Linked DNA regions of Columba livia: region 2 is linked to region 1. A link is a contact called in public Hi-C data. All regions are on one chromosome and are shown on one strand. The core of a region is the stretch at or near the end of the contact, and the rest is flanking DNA. Distances in the headings are between cores, read along the strand shown. Region 1 overlaps TCF7L2 (transcription factor 7 like 2). Region 2 holds the start of TCF7L2 (transcription factor 7 like 2).

Region 1 (7,024 bases), core at 1,204-3,703:
CAAATTTAACCACTTTCTGTGACTACACCAGCAAACGAATTCAGTGGTAAGGATACTTGCCAAGACAGTGAATTTTATGCAAGTACTGGAGAATCCTCATGGAAAATAAACTTTCATTAATTAAAGAATATCATTTGCTGTTCATTGCAGGGAACGGAAACCCACCACATGTTCCCCATCTCTGCTCAGAGAAGCTCCAACACCAAACGGCTCGTGGATGATCTCCAAGGCAAAGCGCTGAGATCAGTGCATGAGTAACCAAGTTTCAAGAAAAATCACGATCTCCTCAGTGATCCTTAACTAACAGGAAGAGCAATTCATTTCGCCGCACGAACGATTAATTATAAATTATTAAATCCAGCTCCACTCAGGATACTTACCCGGGGAACCAACTGCTCCGACATGTCAACAACTTTTGTTTTCTAAATCTCTGAAACAAGTATCAGTTCAGAACGCATGTGGAGCCAAATTTTCCACAGAGAATTTGCTCTGCGCTTTCAGTGTGCAGTATCTCCAGCCCAGGCCAGACTTTGAGAGGGGCAGCAACTCGCTCTTCCCTGATCTTTGGTGACAGCCTTTCCCAAAGAGGACACTGCAATTATTTTTATCCTCTTGCCCTCTCTCCCATCTGTGCAAAACACACAGGGAAGCATCTGGAGAGCAACAGCTTATGCTCTCCTGTGTAATAAGGATGGGGATAGTATCTCCCAAGCAGGAATTTGGGAAGAAACCTGCCCATGGCACAAGTTCTGCGGTGCTGGTGGAGGAATGATCTCCCCGGGCTGCTCCCAGCAGCAGCAGGCAGGGGACGGGGGGCAGGGGAAGGAGAAATTGTGAAAGCGGGAGAAAGTGCAGGGCTGCGAACATGCACCCGAACAGAAAGCAGCTGGAGGATGCGCGGATACGAAAATGGGATACATTATTATTCCATAAATTAAGCTAAAGCAACCTCAGCACATCCCAGACCTTTAATACCGGGCTGCTGCACACCAAGAGAGCTGGCTTCCAGCCCACAAAATGTTTCAACTTCACTCAACTGAGGCAAGACCCACATTTTATTAAAACAGGTTTATCTTCCTGCAACTAAACCTCAACAGCTTTTGCGCCCTGAAGAAGCAACTTTGGTTTGCCATCTCGCTCTCCTCCCCCACCCCAGCCCACAACAAAACACACATTGAAAATCTGATGAGTAAAGAATTACCAGTTACTGCCTTCTGAACCTTGCCCATCTAGGGCTGGTATGCAACAAGTTTCAGTGTTTGTTTTTATAATAAATGAAGCAAAAGTATGATGAGACAACTGTGTTCCTCGCCTCTGCTCTGCCTTTTTTGAAGATGGCATTTTGTTTTGAGACTTAAGCAAAACTGTAAAGCGGTTAATAGAAAAAAAGGGGCATTCTCTATCTCACATTTCAGCCTGTTCGAAATAATCCAGACAGCCTTGAAATATCCAAGCTTGCCTGTCAGCCATGTAATGATGAAATACAAATAAAAATTAAAATGTAATCCCCACACATTTTCCCTACTTCTTATAAATCTACCGGTCTGCCCCATAATGTCACTTGTCCTGATAAAACGCAAAAAAAAAAAAGCAAAAATCAAAAAAACAATCCATGCAGTTTTCCAGGCAAGCAGCAAAACCTAGACAAAATTAAAGAAGCGTAAAGCCCAACTTGAACAGCAGACAAGTATGCGGAGAACAGCGTGACCTTTCCTTATCACCCACTGACATGCTTAATCGTTTTCAAACAAAAAAATGCTCTTTTTCGTCCACTTCTTCGTTCTGCGAGCACCTTCAGTGCTTGTGTGGCCGGTAAAGAGTTAAATCTCCCACTATCCCCTGCTGCCTGCGAAAAATCACGGAAACAATTGAGACATTGTCCAGTGAACAAGACTCCCAGGGACTGACATTTTTGTTTATGTCCCAGTTCTCAGCCTGTCAATTTTCACTCCCAACGTTAAAAGCCCGGCTTGCCCCAATACAGTCTGCCCTCGGCTGAAAAGGCTCCACTTCATTTATTTTATTAAAGCTATGGCGTGTTTATGATTCAGAGCGCTCCCCATCCGAGGACCTGTTGGTCCCATCCCCCTGCCTTCCCCGCTGCCCTGCAACAGCGGCTTCCTAACTCCACAGAGGCTTTGCAATGTCTTTTGCAGAGCCGCTGCTGAGAAAATAACTATGCTTAGGTTAAATACTCATGTTCGCATTTTGCGGGGGTATGAAATACGTAATATTGTACTCTAGTCCCTTAAAATAGCTTTTGATTATTAACCGGGCTAGGGAAAGGGAAAGAGTAAAGGGGAAGGGAAGGGGATAGTAAGCTGGTGTGGCAGGAACTTTAAAAAGAAATTAAAAAAGAAAAAGAAAAAAACCACACCCGCTCCCAATACCCAGCAGCAAACTAGAAAATACGTGTAATGGAGTAAAACAAACATCTTGGAGCAAAGCAGCGTTTTCTCGCTCTGCGGCTGCATTTCCTGCCTGCGTTTTCATAACGACCAGAGCATCAGGCCCAAAACACATCCCTCTCCTTCACCCCCGCCGTCCTCTCCCCCCAATTCCCAGCACTTTTTTTTTTCCCTCTCTTTTTCGTTACGCTCTCAATACTTTATCTCCATGAAAAGCACACACAGCGGTCACCAGCGTTTCCTGTTTGCCGAGTGTGCTTTAACTATATCACACCCACCGCCGCTGCGCTGGAATGCACAGCATATGGCATTGTGAAAGGGTTTACTGTCGAATAATGGCAGCAATGCAGTCCTGCTGGTTTATATCAAACCCTGTCACTCTCTTCACGGAGGTCTCTCTCGCGCTCTCCGAGAGGCGAGGTAAAACACACACACACATATACACGCACGCTACTCGGAGTTTCACGTCAGACCTCAGCAGCTCGTCTGGATCCAGACCTGCTAACTCAAGGCAAGGAAAGCTGCAACTTGTAAAGCCGAGACTTGCAGTCACTCGTGATTTGGTTTGAATCTTAGTCCCCATAACATCTGCAGGATCTTTTTACAGGCAGACGAAGGGGCTGTTAAGAAGTTTTTAGCTCATCACTGCGATTCCTACGGGCAGAGCCAGAGCACGGCTACGTGCCAGGACCCTCTTCTCCAGGGCGGCAGGGCTGACAGCCCGAGCAACGGCCTGATCTCCAACCCAGAGCGCAGCTTCATCTTCCCCTGCTTTCAAAAACCCACACCAATATATTTGGTTATGAAAACATCCATGCAAAAGCCAAACATACACCACCACCTTTCACTCTGGGTCAAAATTTCAAAATAACATTTAATTGCTGGCAGGATTTCGTTTGTTTTTATTGCTGTTGTTTGGGTTGGGTTTTTTATGTTTTGGTTTTGGTGTGGAGTTTTTTGATTTTATTGCTGTTGGTTTGTTTTACGTTTTGGTGTGGAGGTTTTTTTTGGGGTTTTTTTTTGTTTGTTTGGTTTTTTTAAGCAAGAAAAGGACTAACAAATAAATATATAAACAAACTGCTGCTTCCACTGCACTCAGGTTTGGCTGAGGTGCTCACAAAGGTTACACTTCAAAGTGCTTTTTGTGCAGATCTTGAAATGCCGTCCCATGCCCACATGCATTCGGCCAACAGGCGCTGAAAGGAGTAGCAATACTTTTAAAGCCCATTGAAATGCATCCATCCACCCTCTCTTCATAAAAGGAAGCCTTACTTAACTGGCATTTATTATTGCTGAACTAGGGTTGAAAGTTCAGTGTCCTTATAGACCAAAATTATCAAGATTTCTGAGTTTGCAGCCCACGTTTAAGTCCTAATGAGCTACTGTACACTCACTACTATTAACTCTTTGATGTCAGGAACCCATGTTGCTCTTTTAAACATCTCAAAGATGTCCAAGAGAAAAAGTGCTGAAGGACAGGTGAGCAATTGGGGTTTTGTTGTTGTTGTTGTTCCAGGTTTTTTGTTGGTTTTTTATTTTCTTTTTACCTTTAGTCCTCTCCAGCAGAACATGCAAAGACAACTACAGCACTAAATATGCATGTCAAAGACAGGCTGGCCTACCAATTTGGACTGTGAACTCTGAGTCAGGGGATCTGTACATCACTCCCAGCTTTGCCATGATCCGATATGCAGAACACATCACCTTGCCGGGAGAGGGATGTGATCACACGGTGCCCGTCATGCCACATGTGTACAGCAACTGATCCGCTGCCGTTCCCTGCACTGCACAGACCTCGTCTCTCCTGGACCTGAGCTCTTCAGAGTGGGGAGAACCTGCTTCTCTGAGAGTAGCTTGCCTATTAGATCCTCTTAAATACAGGTAACAATAAGTGATAATGAAATTATATTTAATTTGTGCCTAGCGCTTTGACCTGCTCATTGTGTGATCACAGCAGTGAAACACCGTGTCTGCAGGGAGGTGTCACCATCAGGCTTGGACAGCTTTTGGGAAGAGAAGGATCCCTAATTTTCCAGCCTCAGACTAAGGCACCCAATCCCAACAACCAGTAAACAGAAGCAGGATGATGCTTTAATGCACAAGCCGCACGCCCAGCTCAGTGCCCAAGCGAGAAGCAGCTGAGCCAGCCAGAAAGCTAATAAGCCAGCTCTCTGGCCATTCTCCTCTCCCATCAGTGCTGGGGCTGCTCCCTCACATTTTCTTACCATTTACTCATCCCACAGGTTCCTCCGCACAGCCATTTTGGGTGGCCAAACGATCGCCTACACAGAAACGGAGCTTAACAGTCCATTTACAGTGTGAGTAGACGCTCCCTGGACATGCTCTGGGTGTGATGAGCAGAACAAGTTACTGCAGGGTGAGCTTCACTGAGGTCTTGCAGCACCTAACTGCTCAGCCGCACGCTCGGCTCCGGGCACAGACGTGAGCAAACTTCACCTTCAGTCCAAATGGCATCTGCTACCTCAGGTTTACCCCCTCGGGCAGCAATTGTGGAGCAACCGGCATGCCTCAGATTCACACCAGAGCTTATCCCAAGGCAAGCGGTCCTGGCCATCGCAGCCCTTTAATGAGAGCAGGTTGCTTCATGTCCAGTAAATGACTTCCCTCCTGAAAAGCATCGAGATGGGGAGTCAACGTGGAGCAGCTACGGCTTTAGCAATTCAAACCCTTGCTTGCTTCATATTAATTAACCATGTAGACATGCCCAATGTGCAGCAACAGAAGTTCTGCCGCCAGGGACATCTCTGTGCACTGCAGCCATTTGGGGTTTCCTAATGATACTGCTACCACGCAGCTGCTTAGCAGGAGAGGCGTTCAGGGCTGTAAATGCAAACGAAAAATGTCTGGAGGTGTTCAGGTCCCTTCTCTCTTTTTTCTTCCATCACCATTTCCTCACTACAGGATAGTCACAGCCCCATAACATGTAATGCTGGCACTGCGGAGCTCTGCAGGCATATAACAGGGCAAAATATTGCTGGTTTGTCTTCCCTCTTCCAGACAGTATCCTCCCAACCACAGGAGGAGACCACAGAGATTTTGTGCATTTCCCAGTGAGCAGATGAGCAAGAAGAGACCAAAACCCTTACTCAGTGTGTCACCTCCTCCTACAGCCTTAGCCCTGGGAAGAAATATATCAGCACAAGGACAAGCTTCAGGGGAGAGGAGCTCAGGACACCCTATTAGTTCTCCACCTCCCTTTCCTTTCCCAGTACTTGCTAACTGGGGGACAGGTAGAAGCCACAACCCTCTCTCAGGAAGAGGTTTTATTTCAAATAATGGCTCATTTCCAGCACCGCAACTCAGAAAATCATCACTATGCAAGACAATACTTTGAGCACGCACTTAAGTGCTGTCCTGAACACGGATGGACATCAGCTCACGTTTAATGATTTCTTGAATCAAGGCCTAGAAAGTACAAAGGAAGGGGAAGCTAGTTTCCACAGTAATAGTAGTAGAGAAGTCTTTGAGTCCTGCCAACAGGAAAAAATGCGTGTTAGAGAACTGGTCTTCTCTCCTAGGAAACTAGCACAGACCCACCTCTTTCTGCAGGCTAGCACTGCAAGGCCCCAGGGGCACTATCAGATCCTTAATTCACACCAAGGAGACGGTAGAGAGGTAGGGCTGCAAAAAAACCAACCAACCAAAACACACCAATGATTTGGTTTTGCCTTAATTCTATCAGAGGGGCTCATCAGAAAGCATCCTGCCTCTTGCACACACACACATACAGGCTCAAACCATGCATACCCAGGACCTCCTACCAGGCCACCCCTCATTATATATTTATATACATATATATATGAATAAAATCTTTCCCACACAGGTGAGCCTGGCTGCAGAGCTACAGCTTGCTGGGGGAGGAGGACTGGTTCATCTCCCCCAAACTTCCTAATTCTGAGAGGTAAGATGTAAGGTACATCTGACATAAGCATTCACAGACACAGAGGGTTATTGAGAGCACACAAATAGCACCAAAAGTAACTTTTTTCTAAGGTCTGATACATGTTAGGATTTTTTAGTTTAGATTTCAAAACCTGCTTCAGTTTCTTTTTTGTTTTTTTCCTGTGGGGCTGCAGGTCTTTTCACATGGCTTAAAATGCAGATGTGGAAATCATCAGTTTTTCAAAGTCAACTTGGGAAAGTTACTTAACATCTTTCTGTTTGCACTGGTAAAACAGAGGAATGAGCAATGCTTCCCCATCACAGGAAAGCGCTGAATGATTTTTGCCCTGTCAGGTACGAGCGAAGCTTCAAGACAAGGTTCCCACTGCATATTCCAAACCAGAGTCGCTTGACAAACCTTCTAGCTTAATTTTGTGAAATAAGGTACAGAACATCGCCTGGGGACAGGTTAGGGGAGGGAGATTCTTTTACGACAGCATCACTCCTTGTTATTTGCAACATCTCTCACTCTCCAAAGGCTTTCTAAAATCGGTCTGCCTCTTGCCAAATAGGTCTGCACAGGACAAAGCAGAAAGCATTCCTTTTCTTTATGCGGTGGCTTACTGAACAGCTCCAGTTTCTTCTGTAGAAGAGAGCACAGATGTGTACAGTCCAAAAAGTAAAGTATCCCATGAATAATCTAATCCCAGACT
Region 2 (7,024 bases), core at 1,557-4,056, 75 kb after region 1:
TTACCTCCACCCAGAGGCGTGCAGACAAGCACACCCCTGCCTCTGAACCCGGGGTTAAAATAAAAAGGAAAACAAAAAAGAAGCAACAAAAAAAAAACGGACGCTTTCAGCAAATTGTTTTTCTGCCAGCATACTTCCAGGAGGAATTTTGCTCGACTTGTTTGATTATTTTTGTTGTTGTTGTTGTTCTTAGAGCTAAGCCAGGCGATTTCTGTTTCCGGACTCAGCCCTCTGCTTTGCGCTAACCCCAAGGTTTTTCCTTCCCCACCCCCAGCACCGCAAGGCACACACCAAGACACAGCCGCTTCGGGGCTGCTTCCCGCGGCACAGCCCAGGTGAGGAGGGGCCCCCGCCGCCCCCGGGGCAGCAGTACCGCGGGTACCGAGCTCCAGGCCCCGCCGGGCCCGGGCAGCGGTACCGAGCTCCAGCCGGGCCCGGGCCGCGAACGCGGGACCGGCCGCGGGGCCGCCGCGCTGAGGCCGGACACAACTCGCGGCGCCCACGGGCGGGAGGGGACGATGCCCCGTGCGGGGCACAATGAAATTCGCCGCTCCCGCAGGCGGGGGTGGGGGGGAGGGTAGGAGAGGGTTAAGGGGGAAGGGAAGGAAAGGGGAGGGGGGAGCCGGCCCAGCCGCCACGGAGGGCAGGAGGCGACGGATCACCATGGAAAACGAAGAGTTTGGAGGGAGCGGATCCCAGATTCGGCTGGGAGAAAATAACCCCCTTTCCCAACGAAAGGGAGAGGGGAGCGACTAAGGAGAACAGGAGGAGAAGAAGAGGGAAAGAAAATTAAAAAAAAAAATAAAAAAAAAAAGGAATCTCCGATTGCTTATATTTATTGTCAGTTTTGTTTTGAGCCTGGATTAGGCGGTGTTTGGATTTTGTTTGGGTTTTTTTTTCTCACCGCTCCCTCGCAGAGGAGGTTAAAAGGGCTTCAGAAAACTGCCCACAAAACTGAAAGTAAAAAGAAAAAAAAAAAAAAAGAAAGCAAGAAGAAAAGGAAAAAAATATGGCGAAGTGTAAACAAACCCCCTCCCGCCGCGGCCCGCGGAGTTTGGAAAGTTTGCGGCGCGGGGGAGGGGGCGCCGGGCCGGGCGAGCGGGGGCAACGGGGAGCGCGGCGGCGGGAGCTGGGGGAAGGGGGGAGGAGGAAAGGAGTGGGGGGAAAAGAAAAGGCACTTACCGTTCTCGCCGTCGGAGAGAGCGATCCATTGGGCAGATACGGGCTGCTGAGGTCGGGGATCATTATAAAGGGATAACCCGGGTATGGTGGGCCCTTAAACAACCCTCCATCTTGCCTCTTCGCAGCTAACATGGCGGGGGAGACACGAGCGGGAAAGGAAGGGGGCAACAGAAGGGAAAGAAGGGAGGAAAGAGGGGGGGGGAAGGAAAACTTTTTTTAGAAAGTGTCCCAAAAAGAGGAGCCGGGCGCCCGGCGGAGGGGCGGCGGGCGGTGCGGGGCGGGCGGCGGTGCCGGCCGGGCCTGCCGTACTCACCTTCCTCTAAACTTTCCCGGGATTTATCTCTGAAAGTTTCGGACCGAGGCGGGGGCCGCCGCTCCGCCTGGGAGCGAGCCGGGGGTCGGCGTGGGGCAGTTGGGGATGGGGGTGGTGGGGTGTTTGGGTTTTTTTTTGGGGGGGGGGGGGAATGGAAGGGAGGAGAGGAGGAATAAAAGGCGAAGAAGGGGAAAGGTGCGGGGAGAAGGGTTGGAAGGAGAAACAAACAGAACAAAACAGAAGGCATCGTTACAAGTTGGTGCCGCGGAGGAAAGTTGGGCGCCGGCGGGAGCGGGACCCGGCGCGGCGCCCCCGGCCCCGGCCGCGGCCCCGGGCAGGCAGCGCGGCCCCCGCCCGCCCGCCGCCCCGAAACGGCCCCGCGGGGGGCTTCCCCCGTACCTCCGAGTCTGAGGAGCTGTTTTGATTCGTTTCTGATTCATTGACGAGAGACGACTTGACATCAGCTAAATCCCTCTCCGCCGAGGAGTTCTCGGAGATCTTCTCCTCCTGCTCCCCTTCGTCTTTGAAAGAGATCAGTTCATCGTTGGCGCCCAGGTCGTCCCCTCCACCGCCGTTCAGCTGCGGCATTTTCCTCCTGGCTCACCCCACCAGCAGCAATTTTGCAAAAAGGGGAAGGGGGGAAAAAAGAAGAAAAAAAAAAAAAAAAAAAGAGGGGAATGGGGGGAAAAAGGAAAAAAGAAGAGGGGAGGGGGGGGAAAGTTTGCACCAAAAAAAGAAGAGTCCAAGGTGAAAGTTTCTTTTTTTTCCCCTTCTCTTTCCTCCTGGGGAGGGGAAAAGAGGGAGGAGGAGGGGAGGGAAATGTCTCTTCTTTGCTCCTTTGCACCAGTGACTTTAGGCTTCTTCCTTTCCTTCTTCGGGATTTTCTCTTTCTTTCTTCCAGGGAGCTGGTCGGCGTGCACTGCGCGCACGCACTCGCACCCGCGCACGCACTCGCGAAAAAATTAATAATAATAAAAAATATTTAACGGGGGGGAGGGGGGGACGCAGGAGAAAAAAAAAATAATGCAACAAACAAACCCAAGAAGTCAGCTGTAACGGGGGGGCAGCCGCCGCGGATATTGGGAGCCTGTGCCGCTCGGGTTTGAGTGAGTTGAAGTTGGACTGAGAGCTTTTCAGTTCAAAGGCGGCGCTGATTGACAGATAGAAAAAGGGGGATCGAAATCCGGAGGAACGGAGAAGTCTGGGATCCGGGATTATTGACAGGGAGCGAGAAACACACCAGGCACTTAATGAGATGCAGGAGGGGGCGGGGGCTCCCCGGTGACGTCTGCATAAATAAACAGGTCTGGGGCGCGGGAGGGGGAGGAGGAGGGTGGGGGAAGTAGGAAACTAACAATGATCCTTTTTGGCATGGGAGCGGGAGGGCGAGGGGAGGGGGGCAGGCTGCGGGGGGGCCGCTGGGGGAGGCGGGACACAAAACGGGGGCGGGGGGGGTGCAAAAAAAAAAAAAAAAAAAGAAATATAAAAAAATGTGCACTGTAGCCCTGAGCTGCAGGGCGGGGGAAGTGAGGGGAAAAGCACCCAAACGAGTGCCCCAGCCCCCGGTCCTTGGAAAGCACTAACTTTTACATACAGGGTATTAATAACCGTCTCATCTCCGTGCAGCCCATATTCTTCTGAAGGATGTGTGCCCTTATTATTTGTGTACATGTGACTACGGGGTGGTTGGTTGTTTTTTTTGTTGTTTGTTTTTTTTTTTTTTTTAAACCGTTAACATTTTTCTTGCCACTCGTTGGAGCTAAGAAACTCCAATCATAATAAACACTATAATAAAAAGCCTTTTTTTAAGCGGCACTTGCGCCTTGCATTTATTATGGTTATAACACGCAGGATGAAAATGTGCGAGATCACTCGCTGAAGATCAGATGTTTCCAAATTATCTAATAGTAAGGCATAATATTTTTTGGTCCTTGATGTAAAAAAAAAAAAAAGAAAAAGAGGAGGAGAAGGAATGTGACTGCTAAGAAGTTAATTAGCATGGCAGGACGGAGAATCAAGGACTCCCAGACTTCAGAAGTGAAAAGTTGTGGTGGTGGCGTGAACATCACGCTGGGGGAAATCAAAGTGAAAGTGGGTTGATCCCGGCAGCGGGGGAAGCCGGGGGAGGGGGGGGTCCGTCCCGGGCGGCCCCGGGTTCCCAAGGCTGCGGGGGCAGCGGAGCCGCCCGCCCCCAGCCCGGGCGAGGGGGCTGCACCGCTCCGGGGCTGCGACCAGCGCTGGGGGAAAGTCAGCAGGAAAAGAGCTCTCTGCCTGCACAGCAACAAAATGGGGAGCAGAATAATGCAGATGCAAGAAATGGCATCTGTTCCCCGAATATAATGTGGTGAGGGGAAGGGGAAAACAAATTGATCTTCCAGCGGTGACAAATTGTAACAATGGGGGAGTCAATTGGAAACTTTAACATGGGCGAGGAACAAAAGGAGGGGAGCGGCGTGGGGGGGAGAGACAGTAATTTCAATGGGAATTAGTAAATTGCCTAATGGAAATGGTGTTAGAAAGCAAGGGACAGGCTGTGCTAAATAATCCAAACATTCCTCCAGAAATCTAACCTGCTGCTCATGCTAAGGGCCATTCGGCACATAGGCTTTCCAAAACAAAGCCAATTTGTCATGCAATATTTAGAGAGTTTGGGGGTTTCAGCTAAACTGTCTTCTATAAAAAGAATAATAAAAACAATAATACAGAGATCGACAAGGCTAACATGAATTCTCAGGCATTAAAAAGTTCACATGGAAATTTGCATACTAAAGGGAAAGATGCAGACAAAATAGAAATAAAAAAAATCACTGCAACTTACAACTTTAATATTAATCAGTAAAGCAGAAGTAGAGTGAAAGGAAGCATGAAAAGAAGTAAAACAAATGTGTACATTTAATCAGACAGGATTGCATAGGACACAAAGAACAGGGCTAATTAGTCTCAGCAGGTAGGGACTAACCTTCAGACTTCATAAATAAATAAGTCTGTGAACAATGTCTAAGTGGGAATATGGAGACAGAAAAGGGATTATTTCAAGACACCAAGTAAAAACATGAAGAATTAAATTCTTCACTGTTAACTCAATGTACAAATGCATTAAACTGTTTCTTTTTCCACTGGTCTTTTGGCTAACTTGCTTTTTGCTTGGGAAGATTTTACTAAATAACTGTCTGTGGGCATACACACTCCCCATTTGCCCCGATTATGTACTCACTGTCTTTGCTGACTAATGCCTTGCAGTGACACCTTAACAAATATTCTTCATTTTCGTTTGCCTTTTGATTTTTAAAATGCCTTTATATCCCAGAACAACATGAGATTAGAAATACAAATGTGACAGACTCCTGTTTATTTTGCAGGGCCATGTGTTATAATTTGATCCAAATGAACAAAAACAGTTGCACAGTTTTGTTTTGTTTTTCAAAGATCTTTTTACAATCTGCGGTGGTGTTGTTTGTTGGGTTTTTTTTAAAAAACAAGTACACTTTTGCTTCAGCCCCTATGTTGCTAACTGCTTATTAAGCATCATCAAAAGTTGGTGTTCAAGACAGGCCCAGTCCTTGCCCAAAGCTGGTTGCAGAAGGAACCGATTCTGTAGAGCCTCACGCATGTGAGTAACATTTCTGACAGCCTATTCATGAGGGTGGTGACACACCTGAACTACTCACGCACGTAATGTTACTCACATGAGTACATGTTGGTAGAAGGGAGCTCCGTGTTGGTGGTCCCAGGTACAGAAGTTGGCTCTGGTGGCTTCTGTCTGGAAGGACGAGGGGCTGTGCCCCAGCTGTGGAAGGCGTTGCCTGTGCACGTTTGCACAGCTGGAATTTTGCCACTGCAGTGGACTCGGAGCCCCATGAAGGGCTGGGAAACTGCTTCCTAGCTTTCACGGCAACATCAAGTTTTTCCCAGTGCAAGCTTCTAGGGTTTTGTTTTCAAGCTACAGCTTATAACAAGCTTGATTTTGAAGTCCAAGTATTGTCGATGAATACTAAACTGACTTGGTTTAAGTAAAATAGTATAAGTCACTTATGGTAGCTTCTGCGTATTCTTTGTATCATTTTCCTTTATGTGACAGTTCTTGTTACATGCTTGAGGAAGTGAGAACTTTCCAGGGGTCAATAGCACCTGTTGAGTTGCAGGTTCTCAGGTGGTACCTTAGATTAAAAAGTATAGTGTTTAACAATGAAAGAAACACAATATTAACAAAAAAAAAAAAAAATCAAGCTAATCCACTGCATGAAACATGATTGGATACCCAATTTCAAGCAACAGCTGGGGAGACAAAAGCAGGTGCTCCAAGCTGAGCCTTCAAGACATGTTGGCTTTCTTGTCAAAGCTGACCTCTAGCACAGACGAAGAAGTGGAAGTGCCTCTCTCCAAGCTTTTGTAACTCTCACATCTTGTTGCAATATACCTAAATGCTGAACAATGGGGTTTAGTTCCCAACAGTGGTGTCGCCATTTTCCACTTCAGCACAACATTTTGATCCCAAGAATCCTGCAGAGTCTCGAGAACAGCAATGATGAAAAAGCATGTGAGGTTTGCCTGCCAGTTCACGTTGCAGTAAACTAGGGAGGGAAGAGTCTGACCAGGGGCAGCCAAGGAAATTTATTGTTTTATGAAAAATGCTTTGGAATCCTTAATGTCTCACCAGAGGCCCAAGTCTATATTGGAGAAATATGGTCTGCTAACTGCCAGCTGGATTGCCTGGCTAATGTTTATATATCTGGGCTGAGTCATCAATTTTCATGGTCTTCTCAAAAAGGTCCCAATGTAGGTTGCAGTATGTAAAATGCAAGTTATTTGTTTTGGAAAGATAAAAGGACTTTGGTTGACCAGGCTGGGATTTGAGTCTACAGCTCAGAGGAGTCTGTATGTTTACAAATAATCTTGGATCATTAAATCTGCTCTGAATGTCAAAAAAAATTTCAATATTGAAAAGCTTCCAGTAACACAAAGTAAATACATCTGCCCAGTGTCTTACCAGTTATGGCTCTTCCCAAGTTAGCAAAGAGGGGAATTTTTTTCTAGGGCAGACAAGATGACAGCCTGAAAACACAGAAACTATGGCTCCTTTCTGCAGTCATTTGCATCAACCAAAACAAGCACATGTGAAAATTCAAGGAAGCTATCAAGTGGGAAAATATCGACAAACAACCAGATCGTGGTGCTACTGCTAGATTTCTTTGTGGCTTTAGATTTCACATGTACTGACAAGGTCACAGTGTGTTCGAGCAATAGGTGTGGGCTTTCTATCTGCACTTGATGGAGAAACATCGGAAAATTAGGTACCAAAAAACGTTGTGCCTTGTTTGTTTTCAACCTCATAACACAGCCTAATGTCTCTCAATCTACACTCTGCTTCCCAAGTCGTGGTTATGGCTCAGTAGGAACATAACTCCCTTTTAGCACCTAAACCACAGCTGTACCTCTTGCTTTTGTTAGAGATAATTCTGTCTAATAATAAAATGGTTAATGGGTAGAAATATGCATTCATGCAGGGATTATTCACACTTTATCATGAGG

Evidence for each region. Hi-C and Micro-C count contacts between places; a contact is called where the count stands out from the background.
Region 2: a contact with region 1 is called in a Hi-C map of liver, with 1.5 times the contacts expected there. The contact joins the promoter of TCF7L2 here to the enhancer-like site in region 1. A contact is called at or near these places in 2 of 2 Hi-C or Micro-C datasets (crop and liver).

The regions. Positions count from the first base shown.
Region 1 is chr6:9,855,763-9,862,786 of bColLiv1.pat.W.v2, forward strand. The region is part of intron 3 of TCF7L2 (transcription factor 7 like 2); the gene reads right to left. Among named protein-coding and RNA genes, the nearest start is that of TCF7L2, 74 kb to the right of the region's middle. Within about 2 kb of position 2,454, at least 3 of the 3 cell types and tissues checked have an H3K27ac peak away from gene starts, as active enhancers do.
Region 2 is chr6:9,930,458-9,937,481 of bColLiv1.pat.W.v2, forward strand. It overlaps TCF7L2 (transcription factor 7 like 2), which reads right to left and starts at 2,807. Exons shown (of 13, transcript XM_065066995.1): 1 at 1,895-2,807; 2 at 1,496-1,562; 3 at 1,183-1,307. The coding sequence starts at 2,083.